Linked DNA regions of Pan troglodytes: region 2 is linked to region 1. A link is a contact called in public HiChIP or PLAC-seq data. All regions are on one chromosome and are shown on one strand. The core of a region is the stretch at or near the end of the contact, and the rest is flanking DNA. Distances in the headings are between cores, read along the strand shown.

Region 1 (4,515 bases), core at 801-3,300:
ATCCTAGCTACTTGGGAAGCTGAGGCAGGAGAATCGCTTGAACCCGGGAGGTGGAGCTTGCGGTGAGTTGAGATCGAGCCATTGCACTCCAGCCTGGGCAACAAGAGCAAAACTCCATCTAAAAAAAAAAAAAAAAAAAAAAAAGATTGTAACCTGGCTACCTGGCTGAGCATAGTGGCTCATGCCTGTAACCCAGCACTTTGGGAGGCTGAGGCAGGTGGATTACCTGAGCTCAGGGGTTCGAGACCAGTCTGGGCAACATGACAAAACCCCTGTCTCTACTGAAAATACAAAAAAATTAGCCGGGTGTGGTGGTGCACACCTGTAATCTCAGCTACTAGGGAGGCTGAGCCAGGAGAATCGCTTGAACCTGAGAGAGGCAGAGGTTGTAGTGAGCCGAGATCATGCCACTGCACTCCAACCTGGGCAACAGAGTGAGACTTTGTCTCAAAAAAAAAAAAAAAAAATCTTAAGTGGCATTTACAGTGTTTGTGATTCTAGATCAGGCTACGTTTCATTCCATAAAATAAATAGAATGAGTGTTCAGATGAGTCAAGCACAGGTTAGTTTTTATGGACAAAAAAGGGTAGAGAAAAATAGAAACAGAAGGAAAAAAAGCAGATTGGTCCTTTCAAAGTTACTTTTCTTGTAAAAGGACTTCCGTATCATGCCGGCTAACACTGGCTTGTTTGGGGTTTTGGCTCTTCCTTCCCTCTCCTGATTCCTCTGAAGGTTTGATAAACAACTTAGTGTTGCTTAGTGACATGGAACTTTAGCGTGAGTGACTCCATTTTGGTTTGGTCTGTTGAGCCAAGCACAGGAGCTCAGTGCAAATCAATGGCCTCCTATAAAATTTATTTAACTGAACCCTTGTGCATTGCTGGTGGGAATTTAAAATGGTGCAGCTACCATGGAAAATCATATGGCGATTCCTCAGAACATTAAACACAATTACCATATGATCCAGCAATTCTACCTCTGGGTGTATATCCAAAATAATTGAAAGCAGGGACTCGAACAGATATTTGTACACTCACATTCAAAGCAGCAACATTCACAATAGCCAAAGGGTGGAAGCAACCCAAATGTCCATGGAGGGATGAATGGTTATGCAAAATGTGGTACATCTATACAATGGAATATTATTCAGTTGTAAAAAGGAAGGAAATTCTGACACATGCTACGAAATGGAAGGATCTTGAAGATATTATGTTAAGTGAAAGAAGCCAGACCCAAAAAGACAAATATTGTATAATTCCACTCATATCAGGTGCCTAGAGTAGTCAAGGGGAAGTTACTGTTTAATCGCGATAGAGTTTCAGTTTGGGAAGATGAGAAAGTTCTAGAAAAGAATGGTGGTGGTGGTTACAGAACAATGTGAGTGTACTTGGTGCCACAGAACTGTATGCAGTACTTACAAATGGTTACAATGGTAAATTTAGGCCAGGAGTGGTGGCTCATGCCTGTAATCCCAGCATTTTGGGAGGCCAAGGCAGGAGGATTGATTGAGGCCAGTAGTTTAAGACCATCTTGGGCAACACGGTGAGATCCCCATCTCTACAAAAATACATTTTAAAAATTTAAAAATTAGCTGGGCGTGGTAGCACACGCCTGTAGTCCCAGCTACTCGGGAGACTGAAGTGGGAGGATCACTTAAGCCAGAAGTTCAAGGCTACAGTGAGCTATGATCGCGCCACTGCACTCCAGCCTGGGCGACAGAGCGAGACCCTTCTAAAAAATAAAAAGGTAACATACATGTGTATGTACTGTAACACCATTAAAAAATAGAAATTTAAACGAAGAAAAGTTGGCTTCTAGCCCTTTGATCTAGCAAAGCTGACAGTGTCCTCACCTACCAATATAGGTAGATGACTCCTTACACGTGGACAAGCACATCCACCTGGCCGCTTCTCCCCTTTCCTCCCCTCCCCCGTTCCTTTCCTCCCCAACACATCCAGGTTCCGACTCTGCCACCCCCAACGAGTCTCACTGCGCAGGCGCCGAGCGGTGGGCAGGAGCGGGCGTGGCCTGACTCTGCGCCTGTGCGGAATTCCAGCTGCGACTGCTGAGGGAGAAAATGATGCCCAGGTTGGGCTCCCCGGCCCACCGGCCGAGGAGAGGCCTTCGCTGCACACGCGCAGACCGAGCATCCGCGTCAAGAGGCGAAGAGAGCGCGCGCTCCCCACGTCCTGCGCGCCTGGCTGCCAGGCATTCGTCTCAGCCGTGACTCTCGCCAGGCCGGGGCTGGCGCGCCCACGTCTGAAGAGCGATGCCCCGGGAGATCATCACCCTGCAGCTGGGCCAGTGCGGCAACCAGAGTGAGCAAGCGAGCGCCGGCCCCGCCGGTCTCTGGTTCTGCCCCTTCGGGTCCCACCCAAGTGCCTGGCTTCCACCAGTCCCCCTTTCCCTTCCATGAACCCCCTGCCCTGCTGCTCTGGATAACCCAGACCGAGAGCTGCGCCTCCAGCCCGGGGCTGGGGCAGCTACCAAACCCAGGCATCTTGGGTCCACCCTCTGATCGTGTCAGCCTCTGAGACTAAAACTGGGCTCCTCAGGCCTTAAGGCTCCAGCAGACCCGGGCATCTCCCCCCTCCCCCAGTTGGGTTCGAGTTCTGGAAACAGCTGTGCGCCGAGCATGGTATCAGCCCCGAGGGCATCGTGGAGGAGTTCGCCACCGAGGGCACTGACCGCAAGGACGTCTTTTTCTACCAGGTGCCCCCAGCGACTTGGCCGGGGGCGGCAGTGGCCCAAGGGGGCGGAAGGGAAGGGAGTGGCCTGGTACTGGGAACCCCGCTGGGCAGTAGGGCCAGGCGGCTGGCTTGAGGAGGGAGGGCCGGAGGGAGCCAGAGTTGGGAGGACTTCGGACTTGGGCCGCCCTAGCTGATTGGGCCCCCTCCTGGACTCCCCTTGACAGGCAGACGATGAGCACTACATCCCCCGGGCTGTGCTGCTGGACTTGGAACCCCGGGTGATCCACTCCATCCTCAACTCCCCCTATGCCAAGCTCTACAACCCAGAGAACATCTACCTGTCGGAACATGGAGGAGGAGCTGGCAACAACTGGGCCAGCGGATTCTCCCAGGTGTCCAGGCGACCATTCCAGAGACCTTTGATATTCCCATCCAGAGGCAAGGCAGGCTCAAGCTACTAGGAATTTGACCGGACTGACAGAAAATAAGAGACAAAAGGATGCCCCGAACAAGAGGGACAGCCAGGGAGAGGTTTATGCAAATTTTGTGCAAATCATTTGCAATAGTAGCACTTCTGGGTTGAGGGCTACAGCCTAGGCTCTGCTTCAGGGTGGCAACAATATTCCAGGGTAGACAGAATTCTTGGTGCTGTGCTGAGAAAAGATGCTCTCTGGAACCTTTGGCCTGACCCTCCCTTTCCATATCTCTATACAGGGTGAGAAAATTCATGAAGACATCTTTGACATCATAGACCGAGAAGCAGATGGAAGTGACAGTTTGGAGGTGAAGTTATGGAGTGGGGGAAGGAATGGGCAGGGAGGCCGAAGAGTGCTGGGGAAAGGTCAGGAGGTGGCCTGGATAGGTAATATGAGGGGAGCAATTCAATTCAAAACCCGTTTATGGAGCATCAGATGTGGGATATTGAGGTGAATAAGATATAATCTTTGTTCTCAAGGAAGTCATAAATCTGAATGGCACCGGCCCCTTAGGCATGAGTCATTCAGCTGCTTCTCCAGCTCCAAACCTTCCCAAGGAGCCTCAGCCTGGATGCATAAGAGGAAGCTTTGAGACATTGGCGTTTTGGGAATGGAGAATGAACCAAGCCGAAGTCTCTCCCCCAGATCCTTGGAGACTGCCTCTCCATCTCTCCCCATGCTGGGTGCGATATGTTCCTGGCTTACAGCTCTTATAACCCATGTAATTTCCTAAGGGACTAGAGCAATAATAGTATGTTTTGTTAAAATATTTGACCTTTTGTCCTTGGTTTCTGAAACAGCTCCAGAACAGCTCCAGAGTGATAAAGGTGAAAGACAGTCTTTTGTTATTTATAACAAGCCCGTTTCTTTTAGTTTAATCTTTCATTTTATTTTAATTAGTTAATTTTACTAACCACTGTACTAAGGAACAAGTGCCTTTCAACCAAACCTGAGCTTATGTTAAAGAGGCGATTTTTGGAAAGTCCCAGATAGCCACTGGATGGGGGGCTGGTTGCCAGGGGAACAAACCTGGTGCTCTGAGGGTTGGAATTTACAGGCCCACCCCTCACCTCTGGGGAAGGGAGAGGGGATGAAGATTGAGTAGAGCACCAATTGCCAATGATTTAATCGGTCATGCCTGTGTAATGAAGCCTCCATAAAAATCCAAAAGGACTGAGTTTGGGGGCTTCCAGGAAGGTGAACAAGAACACATCCACAGGCCAGGAGGGTGCAAACCCAACGCCACAGGGCAGCAACTCCTATGCGCCGGACCCTTCTAGAGCTTCCCCTCGGTATCTCTTCATCTGGCTGTTTATTTGTATCCTTTAAAATATCCTTTATAACAAATG
Region 2 (4,515 bases), core at 1,246-3,745, 81 kb before region 1:
TATGGCCCACAAATCCTAAAAATACTGTCTGGCCATTTGCAGAAAAAGTTTGCCAAACCCTCCTTTAGAGAATTATCTTTAGATGAGTAACACAATGCAGCCTGTTTTAGGAAAGTCAGCCTTAAAAGTGGTTTGGTTCAGTTTAACGAGTAATATCTGCTGGATGTTAGATACTGCGGAGGTGCTGATCAGATAAAAATGAATTGAGAAATGGGGTCTGCCCTAGAGGAACTTCAGTTGAATAAAGGAGACAAGTAAAAATAATTGTAATACAGCATGCCTCAAAAGAGGTAAGGGCCAGGCTGGGCACAGTGGCTCATGCCTGTAATCCCAGCACTTTGGGAGGCCGAGGCGGGTGGATCACGAGGTCAGGAGATCAAGACCATCCTGGCTAACACGATGAAACCCCATCTCTACTAAAAATACCAAAAAAAAAAAAAAAAAAAATTAGACTTCGTGGCGGGTGCCTGTAGTCCCAGCTACTCTGGGAGGCTGAGGCGGGGGAATGGCGTGAACCCAGGAGGTGGAGCTTATAGTGAGCCGAGATTGTGCCACTGCACTCCAGCCTGGGTGACAGAGCGAGACTCCGTCTCAACAACAACAACAACAATAACAAAAATGGTAAGGGCCTGAAAAAGAAACAGGTAGCTCGGAGCATTCAAGGAAGATTTCTGGAAAAGGTGATGTCTAAGTGAAATCCTCAAGGAAAGAAAGAGCTGGCCAGGAAGAGAAGCAGGTACAGGGAAGACAACATGCAAAGGACAGAGCAGTAAAACACATCAGAATTATCTAGTGTTCGTGGATAGAAAAATAATGAGGATTGGTGAGGCCAGAGGCTGGCTGGGGCGTCTTCCGGTGCCTTTTACATGTTTTTTGCAGCACTAGAGAGCCATTGAAGAGTTTTAAATAGGGAAGGTGCATGACCAGATGTATTTAGACAGATCATTCTGACTGCAATGTTTAAGAGTTTAAGATATGTTTGAAGAGCCAAGATCTGTTAGGAGGATACTGCAACAAATAAAGAGGGCGTGAACTAGAGCAACCATGGCAGATGGAAAGGAGAGTGGATTCAAGAATGGAAAAATCAGCCAGTCTCTGTGGTTCACGCCTGTCCTCCCAGCACTTTGGGAGGCCAAGACAGGAGGATCACTTGAGCCCAGGAGTTGGGACCAACCTGGGCAGCACAGTAAGACCCATCTCTATAAAAATAAAAAAAATAAAAAAAATAAAAAACGGAAAAATCAGCTGGACTTGATGGTTGACTAGTAAAGGAAGTCAAGAATTGCTCCCAAGTTTCTGGTTTGGGTGAAGAGTAATTCCATTAGGGGAGGAGAATGTTAGAAAGAAACCAGTCCGGGGTGGGGGGAAGATGAGGCATTCTACTGTGGCAATTTTGACTCTGATATTAATGCCTGACAGATTCCAGCTGGAGGTCTGGGCTGGAGAATATAAATTTGATATGTGTGTTTAGAGAATCGGATGGAGGCAGGAGGAACATCATTTGGCAGAGGGTGTTGCTAATGTAGATGATAAGGAATAAGAGCTTTGGAGCGGAAATGGATCTTGGTAGCAACAATACAGAATCTTCTGTCATCCATCATATTGTAAATCTGGAAACCTCGTGAAGTTGGGATCCTAACAAGAGGAGTACACACCTTGATTTAAGGATGGTGGCCTAAGACAGGTGAGTTTTCCATGGGGGGCCTTGTCCCCAAAGAGTTCACACTAGGAGTAGATTCACCCGTTGTCGGGCTCTCATGGGTGACAATCGGCGCAGGTTCTCCTCACCTGATCCGCAAAATAGATCTTCTGCTTGCCGTACATCTTCTCTTTGATCTTGCCTTGTTGCGCCAGCTGCTCCAGCGTCTTCACCACCACCTGGCAGAGGAGAGAGGAGCAATCAGAGGAGTCTGAGCCTGGGTCTGGGGAAATCCAGCCAGTGATGTGGAAAACGCCCAAGGCTCCAAAGGGCACGACCCCAGCCTGAATCCAGGGAGTCCGACGGAGAGGGAATCCCGGGAGAAGGTCCTCACCGCCTTGCCCAATCCGTGTTCCCGCTGTAGGTTCCCGAACACATCCTGGGAGCTGTAGGGCCGGTTCTGCTCCTGCAGGTACCTCAGGAGGATCCCGGCGGCTACGGAGAGAAAGGCAGGGGAGGGGGCCACTCAACCGACCTCCTCACCCACTGCCCTCCCGGGTCTTCCCCGCGCCCACGCCGCCGTTACCTCCCGCCGCAGCTTCTGCCCGGCCTTTACTCATCGCCTTTCCCGCCACCCAACTCAGAAAGCCGGACGTTGTAGTTGCTCGGGGCGACGGCTCCTTCCGGCGACGGGGGCGGGCCTCGAACGGTGATTGGCTGAAGGGGAAGCCTTCCGGAGGGGCAAAGCGACCCCTCCCGGACTCCATAGTTCATTTCAGGTCGGAACTTGCGCATCCGGGCCGGACCTCAAGCCATGGGCCTCTGCGAAGGCGCCGGCGTGCCCACGGCTAAGAAACTTCCTCTTTCTGCTCCCGGGAACGAAGGCTGTAGCAGAGAAGGCCTTCAAGTTTCGAGACCCAGTTCCAGCCGCAGCTGAGCGCTGGTGACCTTGAGTTAGGTCTAATGTTGGGACTGGAAGACGCTTCAGACATCCGCTGCCGCCCTGGGCAAGCGACCAGCTCAAGGTTACCCCACAGGGACGTGCTCTGGTCCCACGGTCCAGTGCTCTTTTGTCGGTTAGTTTTGTCATTTGTAAAATAGGAACAGTAGATAGTAGTAGGAAAGTGGTTGTGAAAACAATAGAAAGCTAAGCGCCTTGGTCGGGCGCAGTGGCATGTCACCCCTGCAATCCTATCACTTTGGGAGGCTGAGGCGGGCGGATCGTTTGAGCCCAGGAATTCGATACCAGTCTGGGCAACATGAAACCCCATCTCTGCAAATAAAGTACAAAAAATTAAACGTGGTGGCGCGCTTCTGTGGTCCCAGCTACTCTGGAGGCTGAGGTGGGAGGGTCACCAGAGCCCCGGACATCGAGGCTGCAGTGAGCCACTATGAGCGCGCCACTGCACCCCATCCTGGCGACAGAGCGAGACGCAGTCTCGAACAACAACAAAAAAAAAGTGGGAAGGGGGGACAGCTAAGCGCCTTGGAGAGCAACCACCCTTATTTGCCTAATACCGAGGTTCGCACCCAGGGGGCACTCGACACCTACTGTAGTTTGGACGCCAAGGAACGATAGGGTTAGGAGGGGGCTACTGTTCAACCACAAAGCTTGTGGAAAAGTTTGTTAGCCCAGACAATCTCAGGGCAACACCTGGCAGGTGCTTTCCACCCCTGACCACAGTGGCCAATGGGACAGAGCCTGAAATAAATATTTCTAGTTTCTGAGGTGAGCTGAAGGCCAAAGAGCAGCTGTCCCTGCAGCTCAAACCATCCAGTGGAGTAAGGTGCTACTTTTTAAAGCCTTCTGCTACCTACAACCTCCTTAGCCTTTAAAACATGTGCTTGTCTCTGCACGTTTAGGAGACAATATTAAGAATTAGAAATGAAAGGGCCGAGCGCGGTGGCTCACGCCTGCAATCCCAGCACTTTGGGAGGCCAAGGCGGGCGGATCACGAGGTCAGGAGATCGAGACCATCCTGGCTAACACTGTGAAAACCCCATCTCTACTAAAAATACAAAAAATTAGCCAGGCGTAGTGGCGGGCGCCTGTAGTCCCAGCTACTCGGGAGGCTGAGGCAGGAGAATGGCGTGAACCCGGGAGGCGGAGCTTGCAGTGAGAGATCGCACCACTGCACTCCAGCCTGGGCGACAGACCAAGACTCCGTCTCAGAAAAAAAAAAAAAGAAATTAGAAATGAAGGAAATACAGGCTAAGTACTAGCCAAGAGTGCCAGTTATACTGATGGTGGGGCTCTCACAAGAAGGAAAGTAGCCTCATACTATGGTGATGTTCTGGCCATCACGAAGTAAAAATAGGGGTGGGCTGGTGGGTCCCTCATACCTGGGCTTCCTCTTTTAAGGCTATCACTTCAAATTAATCAGAACTCAGATTTACAAGAGAAGACCTATCAAGGGTAGGACACCATTCAGCATCAGTCTCTTAAAGATTGTTCTCATACAAGATTTATTCCCCAGCACACCCCTCCCCTCCTCAGTTCACAGTGGAGACTATGGAGATTCAGGGCAGGATCCCTCAGGTACAAGAAACACCTTCCGAAGACTTTGCTCTCCTTCCTTCCCTCCCTCTTGCCAACTCCCAAGGCCTGAAGCGCACACTCATGCAAACACACGAAATCCCCCTCCTTCCCCACACCTCCTGTCTTTCCACATCACAGCTCTGAACTTGAGAAGAGAGGTGTCAAAAGTCTGTTTGAGAAGCCTAAAGTGGGGAGATGCCATTACCCCTGACCACCCCACTATGAGTGACTATGAGACACCTAACTCTTCCCTCTTCTGTCAACCATTTTCACTCCCTGGCCTCTGTACCTTCTCCATCAACCAAGAGCAAACATGTCAGCACACCCCCACCTGCAG

Evidence for each region. HiChIP or PLAC-seq counts read pairs in DNA pulled down with a chosen protein or histone mark.
Region 2: a contact with region 1 is called in an H3K4me3 HiChIP or PLAC-seq map of stem cell-derived excitatory neurons, with 4 times the contacts expected there. The contact joins the promoter of PSMC3IP here to the promoter of TUBG2 in region 1. A contact is called at or near these places in 1 of 7 Hi-C or Micro-C datasets (a lymphoblastoid cell line) and 1 of 1 datasets of contacts at active chromatin or transcription factors (stem cell-derived excitatory neurons).

What each region holds. Positions count from the first base shown.
Region 1 is chr19:25,482,923-25,487,437 of NHGRI_mPanTro3-v2.0_pri, reverse strand. TUBG2 (tubulin gamma 2) reads left to right here and starts at 2,050. Exons shown (of 12, transcript NM_001280297.1): 1 at 2,050-2,318; 2 at 2,600-2,712; 3 at 2,915-3,082; 4 at 3,405-3,473; 5 at 3,967-3,993. The coding sequence starts at 2,270.
Region 2 is chr19:25,564,342-25,568,856 of NHGRI_mPanTro3-v2.0_pri, reverse strand. PSMC3IP (PSMC3 interacting protein) reads right to left here and starts at 2,495. Exons shown (of 8, transcript XM_001164255.8): 1 at 2,226-2,495; 2 at 2,034-2,134; 3 at 1,789-1,878. The coding sequence starts at 2,406. It overlaps RETREG3 (reticulophagy regulator family member 3), which reads right to left. Exons shown (of 9, transcript XM_001162621.7): 9 at 4,089-4,515.